Linked DNA regions of Mus musculus: region 1 is linked to region 2. Evidence: chromatin contacts called from public promoter capture Hi-C data. All regions are on one chromosome and are shown on one strand. The core of a region is the stretch at or near the end of the contact, and the rest is flanking DNA. Distances in the headings are between cores, read along the strand shown. Region 1 overlaps Marchf6 (membrane associated ring-CH-type finger 6). Region 2 overlaps Ankrd33b (ankyrin repeat domain 33B).

The links. Capture Hi-C pulls out chosen DNA fragments and counts their contacts.
Region 1: a promoter capture Hi-C map of adipose tissue shows a contact between it and region 2. The contact joins two enhancer-like sites. A contact is called at or near these places in 1 of 484 Hi-C or Micro-C datasets (embryonic stem cells) and 3 of 9 other capture datasets (adipose tissue, liver and pancreatic islet).

The regions. Positions count from the first base shown.
Region 1 is chr15:31,505,814-31,513,150 of GRCm38.p6, forward strand. It overlaps Marchf6 (membrane associated ring-CH-type finger 6), which reads right to left. Exons shown (of 26, transcript NM_172606.2): 2 at 3,913-4,009. Among named protein-coding and RNA genes, the nearest start is that of Marchf6, 22 kb to the right of the region's middle. Within about 2 kb of position 4,863, at least 34 of the 459 cell types and tissues checked have an H3K27ac peak or open chromatin away from gene starts, as enhancers often do. A contact at or near this core is called in adipose tissue, liver and pancreatic islet, where this site is marked.
Region 2 is chr15:31,338,273-31,345,515 of GRCm38.p6, forward strand. The region is part of intron 1 of Ankrd33b (ankyrin repeat domain 33B); the gene reads right to left. Among named protein-coding and RNA genes, the nearest start is that of Ankrd33b, 26 kb to the right of the region's middle. Within about 2 kb of position 4,424, at least 97 of the 459 cell types and tissues checked have an H3K27ac peak or open chromatin away from gene starts, as enhancers often do. A contact at or near this core is called in adipose tissue, liver and pancreatic islet, where this site is marked.

The DNA.
Region 1 (7,337 bases), core at 3,613-6,112, 170 kb after region 2:
TTCCATTGAAAACCCATGTTATTAGATTTTTTGTATTACTGAACTTTTATCATCTCAAACATGAAATATTTTAACTTTTTATATATCCTAAGAGGATAAAACTTAAAAACAGCTAAATATAAAACCAGCATGTACTGTACTAATAAAAAGATTTAATTAACCTAAATTATAATCTCTTCTGAGCTAAATGAATACTGAATAATACTAAATAACTCAGGGGTCAGGATCAGTTTTGATCGCCTTGGCCTCCCCGTGCTCACAGGTAGTGAGCAGGTCTGAATTCCCATTCTGCCCTTGGGAAGCATGTGTCTTGGACAAGTCATTCCTTCGGTCTATGCTCTGCTTCTTCATTCATATAATAATGTTGCAGACTTTTATTGCAAAGAGTGAGTGGCTTAAGATGTATAAAACAGGGATTGGTGAGATGGCTCAGCAGTTTAGAGTACTGGCTACTCTTTCAAAGGTCCTGAGTTCACTTCTCATGATGCAATGACACGGTGGCTCACAACCTCTGTAATGGGATCTGATGCCATCTTCTGTCAGATTTACTCATCTGTCCCTCAGGCATATATGCAAATAAAGCACTCATATACATAAAATACGTAAGTAAATTAAGAAAAAAATAGACGTGTAAAACATCAAAGACAGTTCTTATCACAGAGTATTTAATTAATATAAACTATTATGCCACTGGAAGGCAGAAAAGCATAATTGTTCCCATGAACAAAAAAAGTTATCCATGTTAGAAATAAACAAGACTATCATGAGAATATCCACAATATACCAAAATAACATTCCAAGTATTAAACTATGGATGATTTTTTTTAAACTTTCAACTTTTATAACAAAAGTTTTAAAAACAGTGAAATGGGGCAAGTTTACTGAAATGATCATTCTTATTACAGAGATGACAAAATTGAATTTAAGAGACCTCGCATAGATGCAAGAATCACCAACAGAATACAAGAGATAGAAGAGAGAATCTCAGGTGCAGAAGACACCATAGAAAACATTGACACAACAGTCAAAGAAAATGCAAAATGGAAAAAGCAAAAAGCTCCTAACCCCAAAACATCCAGGAAATCCAGGACACAATGAAAAGACCAAACCTAAGGATAATAGGTATAGAAAAGAGCGAAGACCAGGGCCTAGCAAACACAGAAGTGGATGATCACAGTCAGCTATTGGATGGATCACACGGCCCCCAATGGAGGAGCTAGAGAAATTACCCAAGGAGCTAAAGGGATCTGCAACCCTATAGGTGGAACAACAATATGAACTAACCAGTACCCCGGAGCTCTTGTCTCTAGCTGCATATGTATCAAAAGATGGCCTAGTCGGCCATCATTGGAAAGAGAGGCCCATTGGTCGTGCAAACTTTATATGCCCCAGTACAGGGGAACCCCAGGGCCAAAAAGGGGGAGTGGGTGGGTAGGGGATTGGGGGGGGTGGGTATGAGGGACTTTTGGGATAGCATTGAAACTGTAAACGAGGAAAATACCTAATAAAAAATAAATTAAAAAAAAAAAAGCGAAGATTCTCAAAGGGCCAGTAAATATCTTCAACAAAATTATAGAAGAAAACGTCCCTAACCTAAAGAAAGAGATGCCCATGAACATACAAGAAGCCTACAGAACTCCAAATAGACTGGACCAGAAAAGAAATTCCTCCCGTCACATAACAATCAAAACACCAAATGAACTGAACAAAGAATTTTAAAAGCAGTAAGGGAAAAGGGTCAAGTAACATATAAAGGCAGACCTATCAGAATTACACCAGACTTCTCACCAGAGACTATGAAAGCCAGAGATCCTGGGCAGATGTCATACAGACCCTAAGAGAACACAAATGCCAGCCCAGGCTACTATATCCAGCAAAACTCTCAATTACCATGGAGGGAGAAACCAAGATATTCCATGACAAAACCAAATTTACATAATTTCTTTCCATAAATCCAGCCCTACAAAGGATAACAGATGGAAAACAACAATACAAGGGGGGAAACTACACCCTAAAAAAAAGCAAGAAATTAATCTTTCAACAAACCCAAAAGAAGATAGCCACAAAAATGTAATTCCATCTCTAACAACAAAAATAACAAAAAATAACAATCACTTTTCTTTAATATCTCTTAACATCAATGAACTCAATTCCCCAAAAGACACAGGCTAACAGACTGGATGCATAAGCAGGACCCAGCTTCTTGATGCACACAGGAAATGCACCTCAGTGACAAAGACAGACACTACCTTATAGTAAAAGGTTGGAAAACAATTTTCCAAGCAAAATGCTCCCAAGAAACATGCTGGAGTAGCCACTCTAATATCGAATAAAATCAACTCTCAACCAAAAGTTATCAAGAAAAGATAAGGAAGGATACTTTACACTGGTTAAAGGAAAAATCTACCAAGATGAACTCTCAATTCTATGCTCCAAGTGCAAGGGCACCCACATTCATAAAAGAAACTTTATTAAAGCTCAAAACACACATTGTACCTCACACAATAATAGTGGGAAATTTCAACACTCCACTCTCAGCAATGGACAGATCATGGAAACAGAAACTAAACAGACACAGTGAAACTAACAGAAGTTATGAACCAAATGGATCTAACAGATATTTATAGAAAATGTCATCCTAAAGCAAAAGAATATATCTTCTTCTCAGCACCTCACCATACTTTCTTTTGTGACCATATAATCGGTCACAAAAAAGACCTCAACAGATACAAGAAGAGTGAAATAACCCCATGTACCCTATCAGATCTCTACAGACTAAGGCTGGTTTTCAATACCAACAAAAATAACAGAAAGCACACATACACATGGAAGCTGAACAACGCTCTACTCAATGATAACTTGGTCAAAGAAGAAGTAAAGAAAGAAATTAAAGGCTTTTTAGAATTTAATGAAAATGAAGGCACATCATACCAAAACTTATGGGACACAATGAAAGCAGTGGTAGGAGGAAAACTAATAGTTCTAAGAGCCTCCAAAAAGAAACTGAAGAGAGCTTACACTAGTAGCTTGACAGCACCCATGAAAATTCTAGAACAAAAAGAAGCAAACACACCCAAGAGGAGTAGATGGCAGGAAATAATCAAACTCAGGGCTGAAATCAACCAAATAGAAACAAAAAGAACTATACAAAGAATCAACAAGACCAGGAGCTGGTTCTTTGAGAAAAATCAACAAGATAGATAAACCTTTAGCCAGATTAACGAGAGGGCACAGAGACAGTATCCAAATTAATACAATCAGAAATGAAAAGGGAGATATAACAACAAAATATATCTTTAAATAATTATTCTGTTTGTTTAATATTAACAGCTGAAAATATTAAAATTATGTTCTACAAACATCATGAAAATATTGATAATTTTTCTCACTGTGCTTGAAATCAGCATTTTCTTAATAGTTTTTCCTATTTTGAAATTTTTAAAATATACTTACTGATAAAATAATTTCTCTACTAGAAACACTGATAATCTTTTTAAGTAAACTGATTGTTAGAGAGTGTACACAGATATATAATGTGTTTTAAATACTCTTTCACTAATCATGTGGTATCATATAAGGGCTTTTGAATATATTACTTAATGATTCATTTTTAATATTTTATGCTCTTTTACTATGCTTAACTTCCAAAGATTATTTTATATGTTTTGAAACAATTTAGTGTTCAACATTAGATATAGAATTCTAAGTTATGGATAGTATTAAATACTCATTAATGGTATTTTTAGGGTATGAAAGGATATGACTATAAAAAGTTGAACAAATTTTTTATGTATTATTTGATTCTCAAAATACTCAATATTAATATGCTTGATGTATAAAATGCATTTAAATAATAAAAAAATTAAGAAAAAAATTGAATCTAAGAATTATACAATTTTCCAAATGACTTACCATTCTTGATGAATAAATTTAATACTGCCAGTACATACACAAGGATGATAAAGAGGTTTCTCAGGTGTTCCTTCTGACCGACACACTCTACATATATCTGATAACAAAGGAGAAAAAAAATGGAATTACCTTTGGGTATGACTTTTATACAAAAAGACCAACAAAATAAGAATATTTTGTGCTAAAGGAGCTGAAAATTGTGAGAAAACTTATAGTGAAGGGTGCACCTGAATCTAAGTACATTCCTTCAAAATGGATTAAAACAAGTTGTTCCTTATCAAGATCTGTAAATGAAATTGAAAAATTTAAAAAAAATTATTTTCCTGTAACAATCAAATAAGTAGAATCATGTCATCTAGCCACAAATAATAGTGTCCCAACAGTGTAAATTTTAAAAAGTCTAAATTCAGTTCTTAAGATTTTAACAACACAAAAACATCAGAGGGAAGGAAAACTGAGAACAAAATATAATGACATACATGAAAATGCCAGAAGGAAGCTTACTGCTTTTGTATGCCAATTTAAAAAATATTTTTAAAATAAGATTATTTCTAAAAATGTTCAGGGATCTAGAGAGATGTCTCAGTAGTTAAGGGCACTGACTGCTACTCTGGAGGATTTAATTCCTAGCACTCACTTGGTGGCTCACAAATGTCTGTAACTCAGTTTCAGGGGACAAGATGTCCTCTTCTGGCCCCCACGGGCATGGTACACACAGGCAAAATACCCATACACATAAATAAGAAATGTAATTTTAAAAATAATATTTTTTAAAATCATGTCTGAGGAGTGAAGGTGGAAACAGCAGAGGCACTACAGTAGATTCCCTTTGCACACAGGCGTGTGTGCACACACACTTAGGATTCGGGACAGCACCGTGTAGACTCCTCCTACCAGGGAATTCGGAACCAGAAGCTTCTTTAAGCAGAAGCTACAGTAGCCCGGGCCTGGAGTCAGCAACTATGCAACACTCTGCACTCCCTGCCCCAGCACCAAAGGGCTCTAAGCACACACACACACCCTGCCCTCCATCTGCTGAGGCCAGCAAGCAGCATGGATGAAAACTTCAAAGAGATCTTTTGCATTCTCTTGCTCAGTTCTCCTAAAAGCTCCTCTGTAGTGCCACATTCTGAAACTTGACTATTGTTATTACTTAAGACTGTTTTCTTGCCTGACCCTCATGGCAAAATGACAATTACTCCCAGGGCAACTGTCAATGTGCAAAAGGGACAAAGACACAATGTTTGTTTCTGACTTGCTCTCTTACAGGTAATTCTTCACTCAATGGAGAGTAATGGCAACCCTGATGATCCCAGCTTCACTAATGAACTGAGAGAGGTCGGTGGTATGCTCTGGATTAGAAGCACACAAGCTGAGCACTATGCTGCACCGTCCCAGACACTTGCTATCATCATTACAGACTCTCTGGTTGCTCATTCTTGAGTGACAGAATGGCACTTATCCAAGCTGAGGGACACCAAATATTCAGGAAAACCTAACTGGTTATTACACTACTCTCCCTGGTTACCAAGCAACTAGATAAGTCTCTTTACCTATATGGAAGAATCACATTCCCCTGCCCACAGAAGAGCTATCTCAGGGCTCAGTCTCTGTGGTAGAGTTCAGTGAGGTTCCACTAACTGCCCCTTTTCCTGCTTGGAGCCACTGAAATGCATACCCCTGCCCTCCTCTGATAGTAGTTTAGCATGCCCCCTCTGTGGATTCCATCACCTGGATTCCAGGTTAGTCATTGCCACAGTAGGCAGTGCAACCAACACATAAAGGTAACAAAGGCAATGGTGCTTGCAGCTGATCTATGTTATCTACAAGTACCAGAGCCACTAGCACCATGGATGCAGATGAGTATCCTGGATAAATAACCAGTTACCCAGGCAGGAGATAAATGCTGCCCAATGTCATTACTATACTGAGTACTGACATAATTATTCATTAATGTAGATCAACAAAGTAGTCAGGATGATGTTAATACAGATGGATCAGCCCCAGATATGGTATCCTGTATCAACAGCCCTCCTTTGAGAATGTTCCATTGGAACATGATGCAAAGAAAGACAGCAGTAACACAGCCAGGCTCACACAAATGGGGTTGTCACATTACCCACCCTCCAGAGAGGGACATAGTAACTGGTCAGCTACCAAGTATGAATTGGGAACGAACAAAATCTGGAACTTACTAGAACACTGTAGTCAGCAAGTGACAAGGACAAAAGTGAATAAGAAAACACATGGGCATAGCTGATTGGTCCAAGGCAACTCAGCTGTGTGTGACCTGAGAAAGCAGTGCTGGGACCAAGGCAATGGCAAACTCCAGGGGTGTCTGTCTGTGTAGAAAGGAGCCTGTGGACAAGGAGAACTGAGGTAGGGAAATCTCCTTAGGGGGCTCAATGCACACCTAGAGAAGACACTGATTTTTTTCAGAAGGCCTCCATCCACCTCAGAGACAAACCAACAAACACAGTGTCATGTATAGACAACCAACTTAAACTCAATCTCCAAAGCTCTGTTTAACACTAATGTGTGGCAGACCTGGATCCTTAGAGTTTGTAGAGTCCCTTCCTTATTTGGAGTCTGACCGGTCAGAACTACCTTCTAACAATCCTGAGTAGTCTCTCTTCACTCACTGATGAGCCAGTTTACAGAGGTCTCTCTTTCTGTTCTTTCTTTCCTTCTTTCTTTTTCTTTTAAGATAGGATCCCATTATGTAGCCCAGGTTAACCTTGAACTCAGTGCTCTCCTGTGACAGTCTCCAAATGCTTCCATACCCAGCTTACAGTAGCATCTGTAGAGAGCACATGATACAATATATTGGATGCTTCCACAGATTTAAAAAAAAAAAAAAAACAGAGCTTTTGTCCTATTAACTAGACATTAAAAACATTGTAAGTATAAACCAGGCTTGGTGGCGCACTCCTTTACTCCTAGCACTTGGGAGACAGAGGCTGGTGGATCTTTGCAGTCAAGGGTAACCACCTGATCTACACAGCAAGTTCCAAGACAGTCAGGGGGACATAGAAGAATTCTGCCTCAAAACAAACAACAACAACAACAAAAACCAAAAAACAAAACCCACTCTTTTAACCAAATTGGGGAATTTAGAAGATCCATTTTATTTTCTAATACAACAAATAAAACTCTTACAAGTCTTTAAAAGTATAAACATATGTTAAAGTCTGACAACTACAGTGTGACCTCTAGAACTCATATTAAAAGCTCCACTCAGTCGCCTGCATCTGCAATTCCAGCACCTATATAGCAAGAAGGGTGATGCAGACAAAAGCCTGGAAGCTCACAGACTGACTACCTAGCCTGGAGCACACAGCACAGCATTCCCCATTTCAATAATCAACTCCTGAAAGTTATCCTGTGACTGCCATACATGCACTGATATACTTGTGAGTGCTTGC
Region 2 (7,243 bases), core at 3,174-5,673:
CACACACACAAGACTCTTTCTCCACTCTATGAGGAAATGGAACTCCAATACATGCCACAGCATACATGAACCTGGAGAATAGTGTGCAAGTGACATAAGCCAGGCACAGAGGGGCACATATATCCCCATGTGCATTTTTCATTGCTGGGGTAAAATAATTTGCAACCAAAAAACAAAACAAAACAAAAACAAGACAGCAACAACAAAGACTCAAAGTTAGGGTTTTTGTTGGTTTATGGTTCCAAAGGGGGAGTCCATAATGGCAAGAAAAACATGGCAGTGGGCGCCAGGAGCAAGACGGTTGGTCACATTTTGTCACACAGAAAGCTGGGAGAGCTAACTGCAAATGTAGTGAGCTATAAACTATCAAAGCCCACGCCCAGTGCTGTCTTCCTTCCAGCAAGACGGTACATCCTAACGGTCTGGTGACCTCCTCAAACAGCACAATCAACTAGTGACAAGTGCTCAAACACCTGACCTGAGGAGGGGAGTGGGATTGTTCATTCATCACCTGACCTGAGGGGCGTGGCAGGTTGCTCATTCAATCACCTGACCTGAGGGGCGTGGCAGGATTGCTCATCCAATCACCTGACCTGAGGGGCATGGCAGGATTGCTCATCCAATCACTTGACCTGAGGAGCGTGATACCATTGCTCATTCAAACCACCTCAGTCTGTTTATGTGAAACACAGAGTAAGCAAATCAGAGTAGGCTAGAGAGCCGGGACTGGGGGAAGACAGAATTGGTGAGGTCTTCGAGGTTACACGGGTTGTTTCTAGTGCTAAAGCTTTGGAAACAGTGGTGGTAGTTACATAGCATTGTGAAAGTCATCAATGTCACGAAACTGCACTCTTGCATCAGTGGCTACTAAAGGAGATAGTTTTGTTACATACACTCACCACAACTTTTAAAAACAATGACATGGGGGCAGTTCAAACAGGGGAACTAACAGGTCCCTGCAGCTGTTAAAAAAGAAGAGGGCTGCAGCTGTTAAAAAAGAAGAGGGCTGGCGACTAGGATCAGTAGATTGGAACTATTGCTCTGGCAAGGACGGAAGCTGGTTTCCCAGCACCCATGTCAGGTACAATGCAGATTCTATCTTTGGATTCTGTGGGCTCCCGCACACACACACACACACACACACACACACACACACATCTTTTTTGTTGTTGTTGTTTTTTGGTTTTTTGAGACAGGGTTTCTTGGTGTTGTCCTGGCTGTCCTGGAACTCACTTTGTAGACCAGGCTGGCCTCAATTCTGCCTGCCTCTGCCTCCCAAGTGCTGGGATTAAAGGCGTGCGCCGCCGCCACCACCACCCAGCTACCCACAAACATCTTAAAAAATAAAACATAAAGAAATGCAAAGAAAAAGGCAATTTAAGAGATACACAGACAAATCTCAAAACCCTTTGAAATGAATGAAGAAAGCTGGGCACGGGACAAGACTGTGTGATTCTACTGAGGCTCCACCTGGGTTCTACTGATCCCCGGATTTAAAACAACCTATGTAGTGGCTATCTCTGATGGACAGGGACTCACTAGAAAGTGGGCAAAAGGAAGCGGACTGGAGATGGAGACCTGAATCTTGGAGTGGGAGATGACCATACAGGTGCAGATGCAGCCACATACGTAGCATCTGGTTGTTGATGTGTCACACATGTCAGATGACCATTGAACTTCCTGCTGCCCACAGACCTCACAGCCATCATGATGTCCCACCGTGGATGAACTGATTGTAATTTACTGTGCTGACAGTCATGTGAGATCATAGCACATAGGTGATATTCGGCCCATTATATCTGATAGTATGTATGCTCCTGGGTTGTGCATTTCCTATCTTATACCTTTCATAATTTTCTTTTTTTGTATATGTGTTTATATGAGTACACATACGTGTGTGTTCGTGAACGTGAAATTGCATATGTACAGGTGTCCAAACAAATATTGTGCACGTTTATAGAGAACAGGTGTCAACCTCTGGGTCATTCCTCAGACAGCAACCACTCTGTCTTTAGAGGCAGGGTCTCTCACTGGCCTGTAATTCATTGAGTAGAATAGCTGGCTGGTGTATGAGAACAAGGGAACTACTTCGTCTCCACCCCACAATGTCAGGATTACAAGCGCCCGCCACCACAGCTGGCTTTTCCTATTGTGGGTTCTGGAGATCAAATTCAGAGACTGAGCTACCTCTAAAGCTCTGACGACTGTGCTTCATACATCCTTTTACTAGCAAAAAAGAATTTTTTGGTAAAACAGGATGTTCTGTTATGGTTGTTTTTACTTGCACCACAAGACCACCTCGGCTTTCAGGAACACAATATGTGGTTCCGGTACACCACCTGACAACTCATTTTCAGAGGGCATACCTACGCTCGGAGTGTACTGCCAAACCTGTTGAAAATCATCCAGCTGCTAGAATGTACACGCTCTGCCATACCACACATTAGTGACACCTTCACAAAGCACTGTTAACATAACACAGGGTAGGGCAGACCAAGCACTGCAGTGCTGGAGGGCAGGGCCACAAGCTGGAGCTAAGAGCACTGTAGCCACTGAATGAGAAAGCAGCATCTCCCCAGGGTGGAAAGAAAGCAACTACAGGGAGAGAAGCATGAGGGAGTGAGCAAGGCTGAGGAGAAGCAGAAAGATCTACCTCTGATTGGGCGCCTGAAGAAGGAAACACTGTGTGTGTGTGGGGGGGGGGGGGGAGTTTAGGACTCTTTGTAATACAGCAAGGTACAGAAAGCCAAAACCATTTAGAACAATACCCATGTGCACGCTCAACATATATCAATTGGAAGGATAGGTTCATATTAGCACCAAGCTGAGGTTCGGGTTCATGACTGCAAGTGTAATTACTTGCAAAGGATGCTGGGATTACAACTGCACTCATAACGAAGTCATCCTATTGCTTTGGTGTGTTTTCTTCCTTGCCTGGAACAGATTGTCCAGCTATTCCAGGAACAATAGATGCCTCGGGGACAACCAAGCCGGAGTCACCAACTCCTGAGCCAGCCGGCCACAGCAGCTCTGCCGAGCCCTACATTTAATTCTCTAAGAAAACCCTTCCCCCTCCAAGAAGGTGCTCCTCGCCTCCCAGCTATTCAGCTTTAGACAGGACATCATTCATTCAAGAGGAAAGCGCTGGTGACTTCCAGAGTCAGAATCATCCAGAAGGCTGTGACCAGAAAAGACAGGGGAGTGTCAGCGTAGGGACTCACAAGTGATGGTCCATTCTCAGGAAAGCATGCAGATCCCTGAGGGAGGCTCAGCACACCCTGCCACACAGTATTCTGAGCCTTGATCCCTCTCCTTCAGCTATTACTATCTAAAACAGAATGAATTGCACACCCCAAAAAGACATTTGCAGTGAGTAGGGTGTAACGACACAAATGGCAGCCTTAGGCTTGGAGAAGCAAATGCAGGAGGGTTCCAAGTTCGAGGCTAACATGGGCTTTCTGACGAGATGCTGTTTCAAAATAGAGATTCATACAGGGTGGGGGCGCATCTTAATTCTTGGTGTATATGAATGTGATCTTATTTGGAAATAGTACACTTGTGGATAAAAATCTAAAGATCTTAAGGGGCCACCCAGGAGACAGAGAAAAGAGTACATGAAAATGGGGGTTATGCTTAGAGCAATATCATTATACACCCAGGAGTGCCTGGCTATGCGAGGGACAAGAAGAGGCACAAAAGCCACACATCAGAGACAGGGAGCATGGCTCTGCCATCTCCTGGATTCCTGACTTCCAGACTTCTGAACTGTGGGAGTAGGACCCATCCAGTCTGAAACCAGCACCCCTCCCCAACCCAGCACAAGGCCAGTACTGCCTTCTGACTTCCTCCCCTGACTCCCATCATGCTCAGGGTGTCACCCTTGCCCCATTTCCCACTTAGGAAACACCCATTCCAGACCATGGCTCAGCTCCTGCTGCTGAGTCCCCCATTGTAGCTTAGGCCTTCTCTATAGCCCCTCCCATTCAAGGACCAGGACTCAGGTCTCAGGAAACTGACTCACTGGTGATGAGCAGCTCTCATGTGGTTCACAGGGGTGACAGCCGGGTGACAATGACAGGTAATTTGTCTAGATGTCCCCTCCAAGAACAAAGCTGTCAGACCAAATGGTGAGTGACTACCTCAGAACTATGGGGGGGGGGGGGTTCCCTTCTCAGTGGGAGCAGCAGTTCTCTTCCCTGTGGCCTGCAAACTCTGTTTCTCATGCCTCAGTGAGGGAGGGCACGTCTAACGACAGCAGTTTTGAAAAGCAATTTCAATCCTGTGTTTATAAGTCCTTTCAGTGCAGTAACTCATGCGCACGAGCTCTGGAAGATCTTGGGGAGTCACAGGGAATGTGAGGGCTCCTGACGTCCCTAGAGATGGTTCTTCTATTGAGCAATGTAAGGCAGGAAGCCAAAAAGAATGACTTCTTGGCAGAAAATGAGGAGACAGGAAAGGAGTTCACACAACCGGATTCTAGGAACCCAGAGCGGCTAAGACTGGGTGAGATCAGCACGGGGAGCACACAGAGTGGGTACAGATGACTTCATAGGACTGCTGGCACAACTGCTGGTAGTCTGTCAGAGTCAGGTGTGTGCCAGGGTGGAGGGTGACTGGAGGAGGCAGCAGGGGATAGAATCTGGGGTCTCAAGGTGAGTAAGATGGGGGGCCTGAGCTGGAGACACAAGGGAGTTGAGAGACTGGCCCAGAAAGAAGCCAGGAATCCCAACTCTTTCAAGAGCATTAACTGAGTGGACACACCTGCTCCCTGAGTACCCTGGTAAAGCTATTGGGGAGTAACTGAGACTTCCCTCGCTGCAAACCTGGAGGCAGGTGTGTTTCTCTCATTATCTCACAGGGCTGCATCTGACAGCTGCTTTTACTCTTTCTTTGTATCAATATGCAGATTCCAAGCTTTGTAAAAAGATCTTGTGAGAGAGAAAGTGATTTAGACCCTAGGAATTTTACTAAGTTTCTAGTAGACATCCAAAACATTGTACCCTGTTTCTTTAATCAAAGACATTTCTTTTTCCTCGTGGGTAATATAAATATCAAACCCAAGTAGATATAAACTGATCAGCTCAAATATATAGAAGGATATCAGTTATGCATAAAATAAACCAAAAAAGATGAACACTAGTTATACACACACGCGCACACACACACACACACACACACACACACACACAAACAGCAATTTACTTGACAGGTATAAAGAAAGAAAGGGGCCATCCTGCAGCTTCCATCCCTGGAGGGAAGTGGGGTCCTGTCAGCCTCAGTCGCACCCCATCAGTGGCACCTGTTGTAAAAGTAGGTATTTGTTTGGCACACTTGCAAAACCTAAAATAAAATCTGACTGTGCCATGCAGGCCTGTACTGAAAGCCCTTGTCATTTGGGTACCTTTTCTTCTTCCAGCGACCGGAAGGCTGGGTGAGCTCATACCAAGAGGGACAATGCAGCTGACTAAGCAAACACACAGAGCAAACACTTTGCAAATGTTTGCTGCTGCTTTAAACCGACTAAAGGAAAATGAAGAGGAGGCCATGGGGCAATGCACAGCAGCAGGGATTCCAGGGTTCAGCGGCTTAAAGGGCTTGCTGCCAAGTCTGCTGACCTGAGTTGTCCTCTGACCTTCACCTAAGCGCCATGACTAGCACACACACGTGCACACAGTAAATAAACAAATCTTTAAAGAGATGCCACAACAAGATCAGGAAGAAGCCATCCCAGAGCTTAGGATTCTAGATGTAGCGCTGGGAGGCAGCGGGGCTCAGGAAGTTCCAGGCCAATCGTTTAAGCTAAGATCCTCACGATGTAGAGAATTTTATGCAAGAATCATTCACCCACAAGCAGACAGTAGAAGAACGCTTGCCGTCTGTGACTTACTGAGAGACCCTTGTCACCTCCTTCCGGCTGCTCAGAGTCACCTTGGCTGCAGCTGCAACACTTAGTGCGCTTGCCCCTTAGATCCCTCTAGACTCAGATGCATGGAGGTTGATCATATGCCTCAGAGTATTGGTTCCTAATACCTGGAGCAGTGCCTAAAGGAAGCTGCCAGGGTGGGGCTGGGGAACACTAGTTTTGCTTTTTGTTTTGTAAAGAATAATAAGTTAATAAATAGCTAAGGCTTCACCACCAAAAACGGATAAAGACGGAGTAAAAAGATAGGCCGAGATAGCGTAAAACAAGTCACCACACTGAAAGAAGAGTGATCCTGTCTCACCAGGTGACGCTTCACCAAGTCAATTCTGCGTTACAACAACAGTACAAAATGACAACACAAATTTACTCATTTTCAGTTTGTGAAATCAAACTAGAAAGTTGAGATCATAGTATAGTTACAAAGTCAAGAAAATGCCATTAATCTTGTCTGCAGAAAGAATTGAAGACAGAAGGAGAAGTGGGTAGTGAGGGGGCTGGGGGCGCGAGGAAAAGCTGAGAAACAAGAGCCAGAAGTGAAAGGTATGGAGCTGAGGTCAAAATAAAACAGGCAAGGGTGGGCATGGTGGTAGACATCTACAATCTGAGGCCAGCGGAGCTCAAGTTTGAGGCCAACCTGGGCTACAGAGTGAAAACCTGTTCCAAATACGCAAGCACGCAAGCACGCAGGCACCCACGTACGCACCTACGCACTCACGCAAGCACGCACGCACGCAAGCATGCCCGCCATACAAGGAATGAGAATAATACATGCAAATGATGCAGATGGCTGGCTAGGTCTGACTCAAAAGGAGGAAAATGAGGGATAGGAACAAAAATCTCCATCTGCCACAACAGTGAGTCGTGAACATCACCCTGAACTGATAAATCAAGACTCATCATGAGTGAGCAAGTTCCCAGCCAGAAGAGCGCCGGTCCCGGCCAGATGGAATGAAAGTGGAAGCGAATAGGGTGGAAAGTGATCCATCACTCTGGGCAGCCGCCAGGCAAGCGGTCTGGGGAGAAAACCACCACAATTCGTTGCAAGCTCTCGGGCTTCTAAATGGTTTTCTAAATGTGTGTGTCTGATACTTCAGCAAAATAAGAGCGGAAAACAAAACACGGGAGTGAGAATACAAATCATGGGGATACAGGTAGAGCAGACGAACCAGAGATAACCCTTTGTCCTTAGCAGTTAAGCATTAAAGAAATGCCAGGATAATGGAAAGAATACACAAACAACTTTGTTGGGCAAGTTAATAACCAAGCAAGGTGTGGTGGTGGCACTCGCCTGCAAACCCAGACCTCAGCAGGAGGCAGCAG